Linked DNA regions of Mus musculus: region 2 is linked to region 1. The links are chromatin contacts, called in public HiCAR-type maps. All regions are on one chromosome and are shown on one strand. Each heading gives the region's core, a stretch centred on a gene start, on an enhancer-like site or on the middle of the called end of the contact. The rest is flanking DNA. Distances are from core to core; before and after follow the strand shown. Region 1 has its middle 22 kb from the start of Mir1929. Region 2 has its middle 69 kb from the start of Gm40638.

Region 1 (3,786 bases), core at 761-3,260:
ACGACACAGTCTATGATACACGGAGCTCCAACATCCCGTCAGTTCTGAACTTACCACATCGCACCCCAGGAGAGCCTCAGGTTTTTATCCGGTGAGTGTCTATTCAGCAAGCAACATGTGACAACTGCATCATAGACTAGGGGTGTGCTGTCCAGGACAGGGAGCCTCTGTTCTCAAAGACTTTACAACCCAGTTAGAAAAAGGGTGCCAAACGTTAAGAACAAAACACAGTTCCCACTTATTAAGCAACCCGAGTGCGGTCTAGCAGGTGAAGGCAAGCCCAGGGCCCCTCGTTTGTTTCCCGGTTCTCAGGGAGCACTGCTCTGTACTGCCTGAGGTCTGCTGTTGTGAAAACAAGCGCTTTGTGTGTTCTGTCTGCTTTCCTCCTGGAGGTTATTGCAGGAAGGAAGACACATTGGGTCGATTATCCCATCCTGGCCAGAAGCAGAAGTTCTACCAAGCATTTCAGTCATACAATCGAATTTAAAAAACCTGACACTGCGTGTGTATGACGTTTACACTCATACCGCATATGAGCATAGTAAGTATTAGTCAGTTACTGCTAGTCCTGCCTCTACTATTACATCTCAATTTCTCCTTTTTTTTTCAGATTAATATGTATGTATGTGTATATATATGGAGGTTAAAGGATTTTTCCCCCTTACATTTCCATGTGTATCGATAGGTCTAGGGCAAAGCCCTTAGGAAGTTCAGCTTTGAAACTTTCAAAACCAGTTAAAAGGACCCTAAGGTGAGTACTCAGCCTGGGCAGCATTACACATTTAGTTCTGATATAAGGCAGCCTGGAGTGGTAGACTGCTGCCCTTTAGTGAATACGGATGAAAGCTACGGTTTTATAGAACTAGTTCCCCTCCGCTTCCTCCTCCCTTCCTTCCTTTTCCTTTTCCTTTTTCTTTTCTTTTTCTTTTTTTTTTCTTTCTTTTTTTTTTTTTTTTTTTTTTTTTTTTTTGAGTCAGGGTTTCTCTGTGCAGCTCTGGCTATTCTGAAATTTACAGAGATTCCCCTGCCTCTACCTCCCGAGTGCTGGGATTAAGGGCATGTGCCACCGTTACCCGGATTTATTTTCTTCTTTCTCTCTTTCTCTCTTTCTCTTTCTCTCTTTCTTTCTCTTTCTCTCTCTCTCTCTCTCTTTCCTTCTTTCTTTCTTTCTTTCTTTCTTTCTTTCAATTTTATGTGCATTGGTGTTTTGCCTACATTATGTATTTGGAAGGGTGTTTGATCTCCTGGACCTGGAGTTATAAACAGTTGTGAGCTGCCATGTGGGCACTGAGAATTGAACCTGGGTCTTCTGGAGTTGCTCCCAGTGTTCTTAACTGCTGAGCCACCTCTTCAGCCCCTAGAAATAGTTCTTTTCAAATTGTGTTTTGAAACTGCATTCCTATGTAGGAAGATCTCTGCTGTATTTTCCCTTTTCTTCAGACCATCTTTGCATAGTCCATAAACATCAATACTTTCTCAGTACCCGAACTGGGCCTCTGAGGCCACTTCGAGGTCTTTACGGACCAGCAGCCTCATGCTTTGTGGCTGCTCTCTTGCAGGTGTCGTGGGAGGGTGCGCCCATGGGAGGTGGCTTCGTTTCGCTTACCACTGTCACAGAATACCAGAACCGGTCGGTACCGGATAGTGAACCGACTATGTCTCTGCTCAGGGTTCTAGGCAAGTTCGAGACTGAGGGGTGGCAGCTGCCGAGGGCCTTTGTGTCCAGCATCCTACAGCAGAACAGAGAGGAACGTGGCTGGAGGCCCCTTTTTTGAGCATCCGTTCTGTTCTAAACAGCTTAATCACCTTTAACTGGGCCCCAGCGCCGGACCGGCCCTGCTGTGTTGGGAGTGAAGCTTCTCCACTCAGTGGAACCATGACTGTGAATTTTAACCACTTGCACCTGAAAAAAAAAAAAAAAAAAAAAAAAAAGGAAGAGGATGCTGGATTAGGTGCAGTTCCTTTCTGGGACTTGGAACGTTGCCAGGAGCCTTGGCTCACTTTCCTGTCAGCCAGCCTCTCTGGCTCTGCAGACAGGCCAGGGCAGGAGATGCCTGTAGAGACCTGTAGGCAGACAGCTCAATGCAAAGATCACTTTCACTGTGTTGGCTGGGTGCTGGCTGCAAGCAGAGCCCCGGGCTGCTGCCAAGGGTTAAGGTAGCAAACCAGCAGTAAACGGAGTGCTTGGCAGAAGCCCAGCCTCTGAGACAGAGACAGGCTTAATTTCCATCCTTGGTCACAGTTGCAAAGGGACATTGCCACTCAGATCAACAAATCTGGTTTGCATGTGAGACATACAAACCATTCTTTGCATTGTGAAACAGAGTCTAAGAAGGTCCTATTCCCGGAAACCTCGAGGTGCCTCCCCTCCCAACTCTTAACATCCAGGTTACTCTAGCTGCTCTGAGTGAACCCTGACCTTTGAAAGGGGGGTATAATGCCTCCGAGAAACCCCAGGCCTGACTTCAAGCAGATCTTTATATAAGAACTGATTGCACAAGCCTGCATGTGTGGGGCTGAGGGAAGAAAAAGGGAAGAGTGCTTTCTGTGTATGACTGAGACCCTGCTATTCGTTTGACTTGGATGTTTCAGCTGAGCTCTGTCGATTATGAAGATAGTCATATATGTCAGTACTAGAAACCTCCGCTCGCAGTTGTACGAGCAGCTGCCCCATCCTCCCGCTCTAGCCTTGCCCTCCTCTGCAGTGAGCAGGAAGCAGAGACTCAGAGAGAGTTGGGCCTTGGCAGCTGGGAAGTGGTGGGGCATCAATTCTGCCCTCATAGCGAAGGGCAAGAGTGCTGGTCACATGGAATCCGGAGATGGCTGTGTAATGTGGGAGACGCTGAGTTCCATGTTCCCACACTGTAAGTCATGATGACACTGTTAAAAATGACGGGTGGGCGGCGGAAAGTGAAAGAAAAAGAACAAGAGGGAACAGAAACCGACCAGACGCACAGAGGATCAGGCGAGTGTAAGGAGGAAGGCACGAAGACAGGCTGGGGGAGGGGTAGCCTGGAAGTCAGTCAGGGAAAGGGGAAGGCAGGCAAAGGAGACTGGGTAGGAGGAAGAAACCAGACAAAGAGGATTGCGATGAGGTAGACACAGAGACAAGACCTTCTCCTTGAAAAAAAAAAATGTCCTTTTCCAGCCGAGGGTGGAGGCCAACCACGCCCCAACCCCTGCCTGACACGTCACTTTCAGACCCCGGCTGCAGGGCCAGCCGGAGAAGTCCCTCACCTTAAATCTGTCTCTGCTTGTTGAAGAAGGCCCGAATTGAGATGGAAGGAGTTTGTGAGACTTTCTGGAAATAACAGAGGAGAAAAGTAGAGAGCCATGTGCTTGGCAGAACCCTCTCGAGAGTCCTCAGACAGGCTGCGCCCGTTCTGCCCTTCACCTCAGGAGTGGTACCAAGCTCTCTGGCTTTGGTCTCCAGAAATCTGCAATCTGGGAGGGATCAAAGGTCCATATGGAGAGCGCTGAACAGCCACGCTGTTGCGCAGACAGTGAACACAGGCAGAAAATACCAATGGAAGATGAATGAGAGAAAAAGATGAATGAGATGAACGAGACCTTTAAAAAGATGAATGACCTTTTAAATGGACAATGGCTTTCTTGACAATGTCACAGAATTTTCTTAACTGTGGGGGAATTAGGGTAAACAATTTGGTCAACTATGGAAACATGGACAACTGGACCAAGAAGGTCCAGTGTGTGGGCTTGAGAACAGCATAGCAGAGCCAAAGCAGAGAATCCCATCACTAAAGCCAATCTCCAGGTGAGCTGGCT
Region 2 (3,786 bases), core at 591-3,090, 490 kb before region 1:
TCAGCCTGTTAGGAGACTCAGAGGACGGCTGAGGTAAAGTGAGACCTGAGGGGCTTTCATTGTTGCTCCTGAAAGATAAATACGAGTTCTAACTCGTATCTTATGATGTGTATGGCACAGGAACTGATGGATGACTCATTTCTTGTTAGAAGATGAACAGACTTATTAACAATTCGCTTTCACCCGTGTGTGTGTATATGTGTGTGTGTCTGTGTGTTCTACCTGGGTAATGACTTCCTTTGAGTCATGTGTTGAATAATAGCATCTTTTTTTTTTCAAAGATCTCACTTTAAAATTGTTTCTTCCCATTTCCTTGTTTCGTCTTCATTTTCAGGATATGGTCAAAGTGTGACAGAAGTACAAATGAGCCCTCAACATTGCTTGGTAGGGATTCTGGGTGTTAGAAGACAAACCAGAACAATGCAGAAAGGTTATTTTGAAGAATCCTGTGCAGAAAAGTAATATTGATAGAATTTGAATTCTTTAAATATGTGGTTGTTAACACGAAATACATGCACATACAGCCATATAACCAGACCTAAAACATCGCAATAATTCTGTATACTTCTGTATCTTGCTTCCTTATAAAATTTTAATTTCTTTTTCTTATATTCATGCTCTCTCTCTTTCTCTCCCCCTCCCTCCCCCCCCCCCCGGTTTTTATAGTCTCCTCAATGGTTTTTTTTTTTTTTTGGAGATTAAATCAGAAGTGAACCCTGCGTTCTGGAATGTGAACTCAGTTTCAGGGCATATGTCCTCTGTTAAGGGCATGCCCTCATGAAGGACAGATGAGAAGGCAATCTAGTAGCTGGCATCTGTACTAACCCACTGGGTGGTTTCTGCTGTGTGCACTTCTGCATGCCTTCTTTTTGGGACAACGTGTGCTTCCACATCTTCTGAAAGCATTTTTAGATTATATCAGTGATATACCTGCCAGGTGTATCTCGTCCTTGTCTGTGCCTCTTCCCACCTTTTTTGAGGTATTAGCTGTCAACAGAACATCAGGGGAAGTGTCAATTTGTGAAAACCCTTAAGTGGGTATTACTTAGATTGTGGCTTTCATGTCCAGAAGGGGTGGAAAAACTCTAAACAAAAGAATTGAAAAGACTCTGGGAAGGATTAGTTTTTTAAAAAACCAAAATGCTTAGCTAAGTTTTTATTGGTGGTAGGTTTTTGGTTTGTTTCTATTTTTGCCTGGGCAAAGGAGTGCATGACTTCTTTTTAAATGGTCTAAATGGATAATATTGTTATTTATTAAGATTAAAGCCATTAAGATTTTGAAATCTTAGTATATACTAAGTCCAATTTTCCAACAAGAACTAAAGGTCCATCTGATGCATATGTACAAGGTATCTCATTAATAACATCAACAGTGGCCTCAGTATTATTAATAATTCTGTTGATACTTGTCCCTCTTGTGGGCTCAGTAGAGTCTGTATGCTTGTTAGATGCACTCACAGGGTAATCTAACTGCTGCTGGATAACTAACTTGGTATTCTGAGTACTAATTACGGCTTATTGTCAGCTCACGTCATGTGTGGGCTTGGCAGACATCAGCTCCAAGCACCTAGAAGGCACTTCCTTCTCCAGGGTAACTTCAGGGAAACAAGGATTCTGTTGCAACCAGCTGGGCTTGGAACAACCTGTCTTCTTTTGGCATTGCAAATATGTGAAGACTGACTGGCCCAGGCAAGTTTCCTCTATTCTTGGATTGGTCTTGCTTTTCTTCCCTTCTTTTTAGACTATCTCCAAATTTAGCAATGGGATACAGTACAACCAAGGCTTTCACATGCACAGTGTCACCAAGAGGATTGCAGGATGTCTAATTGGTCTGCCTTGGCAAATCTGATGCAATCTCCCCTTGGTCTGTACTTAGGAATCTGGGTGGGATGTACAGCGAAGCCTGCCAAGGCAATCTCCTCCCCAGCAAGGCTTGCTGCTGTATGCGGGTCTGAGACCCAGATTCGGGCCAATTAGAAATGGAAAACTCCTAATGAGTGTTCTGGGAGTCTAAGGGAACCAAAGCTACTTTGTTATATCTGAATAGGGCTCCAGAGACACCAAGGGTCAAACTGAAGGGTCAGAGATAGAAAACTCCTTTTGCTTGTCTGCCAAGCTATTCTTGTCAAAGGAGGTGTAGAGAAGACCCATGATTCATTGCCAGACTGTGTCCCCAAGCCTCTGTCCCATGCCCTGCCCCCGTGGTAATGCTGGCTCCAAACAAGCAGTGAAATTCTCCCTATTGTAGAATTTTAAAGGGAAAAGGAGAATTTGGGGCATTTGGAAAAACTAGGACTGGGTAGAATACTTGTGCTTCTGTGTGAACAACATTTACACGCTTTTGCTAATTTTCATACAAAGTTTTAAATCACTTACGTGATGGAGAATTAACTGGGGTTGTTTGCTATACATAAAGCACACCACAATATTTTTATTTATTTTTTCTGATTATCAATTCATATTTACTTAAAAAAAAGACCTAATGCTACAGGGATGTGTGACTGTACACAGGACTGATCATAACTCTTGGGGTGACTTTTGATATAAACTCATTTCTTATGGGCTGAAAAAATGGCTTAGTTGTTAAGAGCACTAATACTCTCCCAGAGGACCTGTATTCAACCCCCAGGACCCATGTAATGGCTGCCAACCAACTATAAAGCCAGTTCTGGGGGACCCAGCATCCACTTCTGGCTTCTGAGGTTACTAAATGCACATGGTGCTTAGACACACATACATACATGCAAGCAAATCTCCCATATACATTAAAAAAATCTAAAAACCCAAATTCATTTTATTCAGTTCAGCTCTCCACCACACACAAATTATCTGTCTATCTATCTATCTATCTATCTATCTATCTATCTATCTATCTATCATCTATCTATCTATCTATCTATCTGCTGTTTTATAAGAATTAAATCTTGATATACAAAAATTGTTATTCCATTAAACAGCATACAAGGTATTACAAAGATACCTTGTTCAGTTTCTAAGATTAACTTTTTAAAGTATAAATTATAGAAAGAATGCAAGTAACACACTTGAATTAAAAATAAGATTTTCTGCTCTGGTCTCCTGGCCCCCAGCTCTGATTTTTTGAACTCTTTATAAAGCCCATAGAAGAATGCTTGTATTTGTGTATTTTATTTTACACAAATGAAATTATACTGTATAATCATATATCTTGGGTTTACATTGGTTCAATGATTTTTTTTTTCAGTTAACACCAAAAATGTTGAACTTGAACATAGGTTAGTCCACTCCTGGAGGGGTGAAACCACATGTCTACTGCTCACATTGTGATAGGAACTTTGTCTAACATCTTATGAGAGCTAAACACATGGAAGTCTGGAGCATCTTCTGCTTCAGTCAGAAAGCCCTGACAGGAGCACCATCTTTCGACCACAGCACATTGTCTTCAGTGCCCTCGATGCCATGCGCCTTCCATAGGTGTCAGCCTTGAAAGAGCTTTGTCTGTCGCTCTGGGGACCTGTTTGAATGATACAGGAGTACATACATGACCCAGAAGGTTAGCAGACCTTTCTATTGCTTATTTTTTTTCCTAGTGCTCAGCAGTCAACAAAATACACTCACTCTTCTTGGGGCGAATAAATAAATAAATAAATAAATCTGACCTTGATAATAACAGAAAGTAGATTTTAGTCATCAGTTAAGGGTTTTTGTTGTTGTTGTTTGTTTGTTTGTTTGTTTGTTTTTTGTTTTTTGAGACAGGGTTTCTCTGTGTAGCTTTGGCTGTCTTGGAACTCACTTGGACCAGGCTGG

What was found. HiCAR-type assays count read pairs that join an accessible place to other places.
Region 2: a HiCAR-type map of astrocytes shows a contact between it and region 1, with 2.6 times the contacts expected there. The contact joins two enhancer-like sites. A contact is called at or near these places in 1 of 484 Hi-C or Micro-C datasets (bone marrow-derived macrophages) and 3 of 115 datasets of contacts at active chromatin or transcription factors (astrocytes, bone marrow-derived macrophages and large pre-B cells).

What each region holds. Positions count from the first base shown.
Region 1 is chr10:44,379,860-44,383,645 of GRCm38.p6, reverse strand. No RefSeq gene overlaps it. Among named protein-coding and RNA genes, the nearest start is that of Mir1929, 22 kb to the right of the region's middle. Within about 2 kb of position 2,010, at least 189 of the 459 cell types and tissues checked have an H3K27ac peak or open chromatin away from gene starts, as enhancers often do. A contact at or near this core is called in astrocytes, where this site is marked.
Region 2 is chr10:44,871,970-44,875,755 of GRCm38.p6, reverse strand. No RefSeq gene overlaps it. Among named protein-coding and RNA genes, the nearest start is that of Gm40638, 69 kb to the left of the region's middle. Within about 2 kb of position 1,840, at least 18 of the 459 cell types and tissues checked have an H3K27ac peak or open chromatin away from gene starts, as enhancers often do. A contact at or near this core is called in astrocytes, where this site is marked.